2 separate regions of the Gossypium hirsutum genome follow, and region 1 is linked to region 2. The links are chromatin contacts, called in public Hi-C maps. All regions are on one chromosome and are shown on one strand. The core of a region is the stretch at or near the end of the contact, and the rest is flanking DNA. Distances in the headings are between cores, read along the strand shown.

Region 1 (3,046 bases), core at 45-2,544, 58 kb before region 2:
CAGATCTTGCTAAGCTCAGCTTCAATCTTACCCCTATACTCCTTTAGTTGTGCAACATGATCCTCATTTCCTCTGCTCTCTTCCTTCTGCTCAATGGAAGAGATGATCCTCCAAGACGCCCTCCTTGCCCCAATCACATTTTTGTAAGCCACTGAGAGAAGGTTCCGTTCCTCAACAGTCAGCTCCTCAACATCAACAGTTTTTGCAACTTCCTCCATGAACTCCACCATTTCCTCATAGCGTTCAGCCTGCTCAGCCAGCTTGGCCATGTAAACATTTTCCTCTCGTGATGATTCAGTTGGAGACATCTTTACAATATCAATCTAATACGTGATCCTGAGAACAGAGCAAGATTTACTCTTTTTTTTTTAATACAAACATTTCTAACCAAATCATGGGTCTAAACAAGAGCATCCACATCTAGAACAATCATTCGAGACATTCTCATTCCTCAATCCTAAACATAACCCCCCCCCCCCCAATTTTTAGCTCTTCGGTTCTTCAAAATTTTCCAACTTCTAGATCCAATCTTACTACCAAAAGATATAACCTACATTTAATTAATAATCCAAAAAAAAAGGATCCAAATTGTGAGTAAGATGAATCATCAGCACTAGCTCCTATCCTCCATTCCAATTTCCAACAGTTCCTCAGTATCCAAACTGTTATTTCTGGTTAGCTGAACTTTCTACTCTACAGCTTGGGAACAAAATTTCCTATTTCTTTTTTCCCCAATTTCAAGGAACCAAACAGACCACCAAAGAAGAAAAGAATCCCTAATTAGGAAAATCACGCAATGAAGAGCTCAAATCCTAAACAGATTGATTCTAAACCTATAAAATTAAAACAAAAAGAAAAAAGAAGAAGCTACAAAACCATTCATTGCATTAATAAAAAATCTAAGAACAAAATCGGGAAACGTATAAAAATTAAAACCCTATAGATCTCAAATTAAAGAAATAAAATCCAAAATTATCAATAAAACGACGACCAAGAGTGACGTACCGATCGACGACTTTTTCGTTGGTGGAAGTGAGAAAGAGAAAATTATTCTAGGGAGTGAAGACTAAACTCTGAACAGCTAGAGGGCTGGTTTTTTTATAAAAAGGGTATCAAAGATTACACCAAAAACACAAACAAAAAAAGTATCAAAGAGAGTAAGGGAGAAAGAGAGGGTGGTCCAATGAGACGGCGACAAGTAGTGGATAGCAGAGATTCCCTTGGAGTTTTGGGCTTGTGAAGCTGAGAGCCGAGTTAGTACATATTTAAGAGGAAAATTGAATGAAACTAACATACAATGTTATTAATTTATTTTTCAATAATTTAATATTAATTTAGTATTTTTATCTTAAATTGTAGTATTTTTATTTTTGAAAAAAATTAAATCCAAAATAATGTATTGAAATTTAGAATAAAAATATTGAAATGATATTGAATTATTGAAAAGGTATGAAATCGAATAGATATATTTGTTTAGGTATGAAATTGAGTAGAAATTATTAGGTAGTTTTTTTTTGTTTTTTATCTTGTAAATTATGCTCTTTCACATAAAAATAGTGTTTTGCATGTAATTAAAAATTGCTAACTCATTTTTAATTTTTATTTCAATTCATTTTCATTTTTCTTTCATCACTCTTAATTTTAGACGAAAGCGACTTTTTAGAATTGTTTTTCGTGTGTTTTTGACCAATTTAATTAGTTAATTTAGACCTCTAAAAATTTATCTTATGATATTCTATTTTTTCGAGCCTCCAATGATTTTAATTATATGATTTTTTATATTTTATATTTATCTTTTGGTATATCCCATTAAATTATATAAGTTTAATTCTATGAGGATTAGGTTTCCGCATTAATCTATTTAAGCTATAAATCCAAAGATTCAAGGAGGGCATGATGTTTTCCGACACTTTAACCCCAAAAATTTAGCGGAAATTGTTTTTCATGACACAATTTTTTAGTTTTCATTATTTCGTATGAAATTTGAGTTATTAGAAAAAAACAATTTTTCAAATTTTTCATGTGTTTTTGAAATATTTGATTAGTCAACTTTGAGTTCTTATAAATTCATCTTATGATATTCATTTTTGTCAATATTTGTAGTATGAAATGTGGTATTTCATTTGGTATATCCCTTTAGGTTATATGATTATTGAATTAGGGGAACCAAGTTCTCAAAATAATATACTCCAAACTGTAAATTCAGGAATTTTAAGAAAGTGCGATATTATTATAATTTGACGCATAGAATTTAAGTTATTAATAATCATTTTTTAAGAATAATTTTATTATTATTATTATTATTATTTTTGAAATTTAAATTATTAGGTGAAAACAAATTCTTAAAGTTGGGTTTTGACAATTTGACTAACTAAATTTGAGACCCTATAAATCCATATTATGATATTTATTTATGTCTAGGACAAAGCAATTTTCAAAGTTGAAGTTCAACGGTGTTTGAGATTTGATTAGCCAAATTTAAGCCTTTTTAAATCCATCTTATGATATACATTTTTGTTGAACCTTAGATAATGCTTATACTATGAAATGTATTCTTTTCTGTTTGTGTATCTCTTTAAGCTATATGACTAATGTATTTGGAGAACCAAAGCCTCAAGTTAGCTTACTTGAAGCTTTAAACCTTGAAATTATGGACAAAATATAATATTTGGACTCAACATTTTAGGTTTTTGATAATAATTTTTTTATAAATAATTTTTTTGTATTTCATTATTATATTTGAAATTAAAAATATTAAGAGAAAACAAGTATTCACAATTAATCACTAGTTTTTCACAAATTTGATTAGCTAACTTTGAGCTTATGAAAATTAATATTATGATATTCATTTTTGTCAAGCTTCAAATGATTTTTATCATACGAAGATTGTTCTTTCTTTTGGTACACCCCTTCAGGTTATTTGAGTTCAGTATTAAGAAAATCACACTTCCAAGGCCTCCGACAATTTTTAATGTATAGAATGTTGTAGTAAAAAATTCTTTTAGTCCTTTTCAAATTTAATATTGAGTAAATTAATTCCTTTAAA
Region 2 (3,077 bases), core at 517-3,016:
AAGTACTAAATAATAATATTTACGGAGTCACTCGTTGAAATTGGGATCTCGAAACTATTGTTTCCGACACCACTAAAAGTCGGGTTATTACAACAACCAAGATGACAATAGAACCTTAGACTGCAATGGGTTGGTTGGCTAAGCAATAGGCCAGGCTTGCCGGCTTCAACTGTGAGTCCTTGAAAAGTCCATTTTATGGATAGCTTTAGCCATTAGAATATCCATTGAACTTCCTACATCCATTAATATCTTTTTGACTTGAAACGAAGAAATGGTGGCGAAAATCGCTAGGGGGGCATCTCCCTCTACATCAATGACCCGCTCATCATGCTCAGAAAACTTCAATTGCCATGGAGAAGGCCTGGGGTTTTTCACAGAGACTGCTATAGACATTATGCTTCTAAGATGTGCGTTCTGTTTGGAATTAGAGGTTACCCATTCTACATGCTTGCTTCCAACTAGTATATCAATTATGTCCCTAACAAGATGTTTACCCTTATCATCTCGACGTAGTCCGGATAGCCTTGCTTCTTCATCATAAGTCATGTTCAGTTGATATGGTTCCTAGGGCAGCTATTGTTTTAATTGCCCTTTTCGGATTGCCAATTCTATTATGTTCTTCAAATGTACAAAATGCTTTGTGTGGTGCTTAAGAGCATTGTAATATATATAGTGATGGTTTGAGTTATTGCGATCCTGGCTAGGTGTTAGCTGGGGTGGCATTTACAAAATACCTTGGTACTCGATCTGATCGAATATCTGGGCTAGAGAGCAGGTGAGTTCATGGTAAGTTCTATATTGATTGTAAGGTGCCCGGAACCTTTGATCTTAGCCAACCTTGTTCCCCTGGATGGGTCCTGAACAGTCAGAGGCATGGACATTATTAACCCTTTGTCGATCTCTCTGATTTGAAGGGTTGTATTGCCTATGCTCCATGTTGCCTACCCTAGAATGGGTCATTGGCTGCTGATAGCCTTGAGAACGTTGTGGAGGGGAACGACGCGGAGGATTAGACTGCTGGATGGTGGACACAAAAGAGTTGGCACGAGCTCTTTCTACTTCATCACCTTTCAAAAATTTGTGAACCATTTCATACAACGCGGATAAATTGCTCGGTTGATTCCCAATAATGATGTACCTCAAATGTTGGTGGGTGGCCCCGACAGCAAAGGAGTGGATGACCCCTTAATCTGTAACCCCCCATTGTTATCATAGTGGTTGCACTGAAACTACGAACATAATCTCGGAGGGATTCATTCACCCCTTGGCATATGGTCATCAGATAAGCGGGAGACTGTTGAAGTGTTTTGTTGGCCAGGAAGCAGCTCATTAATTGCCCATGTAATTGCTCGAAGGAGTGAATGGATCCTCAAGTACTGATAGGTACCACTGTCGAGCCGTTTGAGAGAGGGTCATGAAGAATGCTCTAGACATGATACTGTTAAAGGCCCTAAGAATTTTCATGTGATTGTTATAACGAGCTAAGTGGCCTTCTAGGTCTCTTGAGCCATTGAATATGAATTTCGGGAACATGAAAGAAGCTAAGATATGATTGGCTAATACCTCAGGAACGAGTGGCTCACTGGAATAGTTCCAAATGGATTCATCTACTTTGCCTCCATTTCCTATAGCATTTTTATATTGAATGCCTTGAGTCGCTCCACCGAGGAAGCGTTGTTGTTGCCTTGAGTATTCTGGGACACGACCGACTGGTTGCTATTTTCTGGTGGGTCATTCGGATTGTGACGTTCATGATCCATGTGGACTATGGATTGAGCTTCATTGCCCAAATGGGTAGGGTCGTCCCACCTGGGGACCTCTCGAGCTGCCCACAGCTTGTCAATCAACTGCTCATTTTAAAATTAAATTAGGACCAAATTGCTATTTGAACTAGAAATGAATTAGTTTTAATCTAACTAAGACTTAACTCAAATTATTATACACCAAATTAATTTAATTATATATCTAAACTATATCTAAATTATATCCAACAACCCAATGCAATCCTAAGATATCCTAAATTAATTAAAGGCATTCGATAAATCATTGAATTTGTTTTTCATTGAAAAGAAATTTTTAACATTTAATTTTTATGAGTTTGATAACCATCATAATTTTTTATTTAATTCAAAATTTTCAAAAAAAATAGTTGAATGAATTAAGTAAATAAATAACTATTTATCACTTAAAAGTTGAAAAGATTAAAAAAATTATATTCAAAATAAATTATCTTGTTAGTTTTGTTAGTAAAATATTCAAATTCTTATATTTAATTTCTATCCAAAATCTCTAAAATAATATAAATTATTACATCAATAACATTAAAATTATGAAATAAATAATTTTCGAAAATTAAGATTTATTATTATTAAACAACATTATATGTGGTACTTAATTTTATTAGGGTAAACTACATTTGTGATTGCCCAACTATCAATAAATTTCTTTTTGGTCATTCAACTATAAAAAGTTACAAAGTTATTGCCTTAGCTACCCAACTATTTCAAGTGTTTTCATTTTTACGTCTGTTAGTGATAAAAAAATATTCAAGAGTTATGTAACCATTCTATAACTCTTGATAGTTGGGTGATCAAGAAAGAAATTTATCAATAATTAAGCAACCACTTTGTAACTTTTTATAATTAGATAACAAAAAAATTCTAATAAGTGTATTTTACACTTTTTATTAACACAACAAATTTATAATATAAATTTAAAACCTATAAAATTTTGTATTAGAAAATGTTCAACACTTAACCTTTTAGTTTATCAAATAATACTCAACTTAATTTAATTAATTAGTTTATAACATTAATCCAAAACATATAATTAACTATCCTAGAGTAAATGTCAATCTAATAATAACTTATCTTTAAATTAATTCAGCAAACCGAGATTAATTAGATAATGAAAAATTGATCCCTCAATTTATAATGTTTCTTATTTCAGTATCTATATTTTTTGGTAAAAAATCAGGAAAATGAGAGAATCGTACAAGTCACCGAGCGGTCCAAGGCGATTTTCGAATGTCCGACTTTTTAATCATTGGATATAAGAATTGTTTCAGATCTAAAGCT

What was found. A called contact is a pair of places that touch in the nucleus more often than the background predicts.
Region 1: a Hi-C map of leaf shows a contact between it and region 2, with 2.3 times the contacts expected there. The contact joins the promoter of LOC107934234 here to the enhancer-like site in region 2. A contact is called at or near these places in 11 of 34 Hi-C or Micro-C datasets (callus, leaf and petal).

Annotation. Positions count from the first base shown.
Region 1 is chrA07:10,198,499-10,201,544 of Gossypium_hirsutum_v2.1, reverse strand. It overlaps LOC107934234 (14-3-3-like protein A), which reads right to left and starts at 1,294. Exons shown (of 5, transcript XM_016866611.2): 1 at 1,006-1,294; 2 at 1-336. The coding sequence starts at 308.
Region 2 is chrA07:10,141,205-10,144,281 of Gossypium_hirsutum_v2.1, reverse strand. No RefSeq gene overlaps it. Among protein-coding and RNA genes, the nearest start is that of LOC107934236, 20 kb to the right of the region's middle. Within about 2 kb of position 1,766, at least 7 of the 9 cell types and tissues checked have an H3K27ac peak or open chromatin away from gene starts, as enhancers often do. A contact at or near this core is called in leaf, where this site is marked.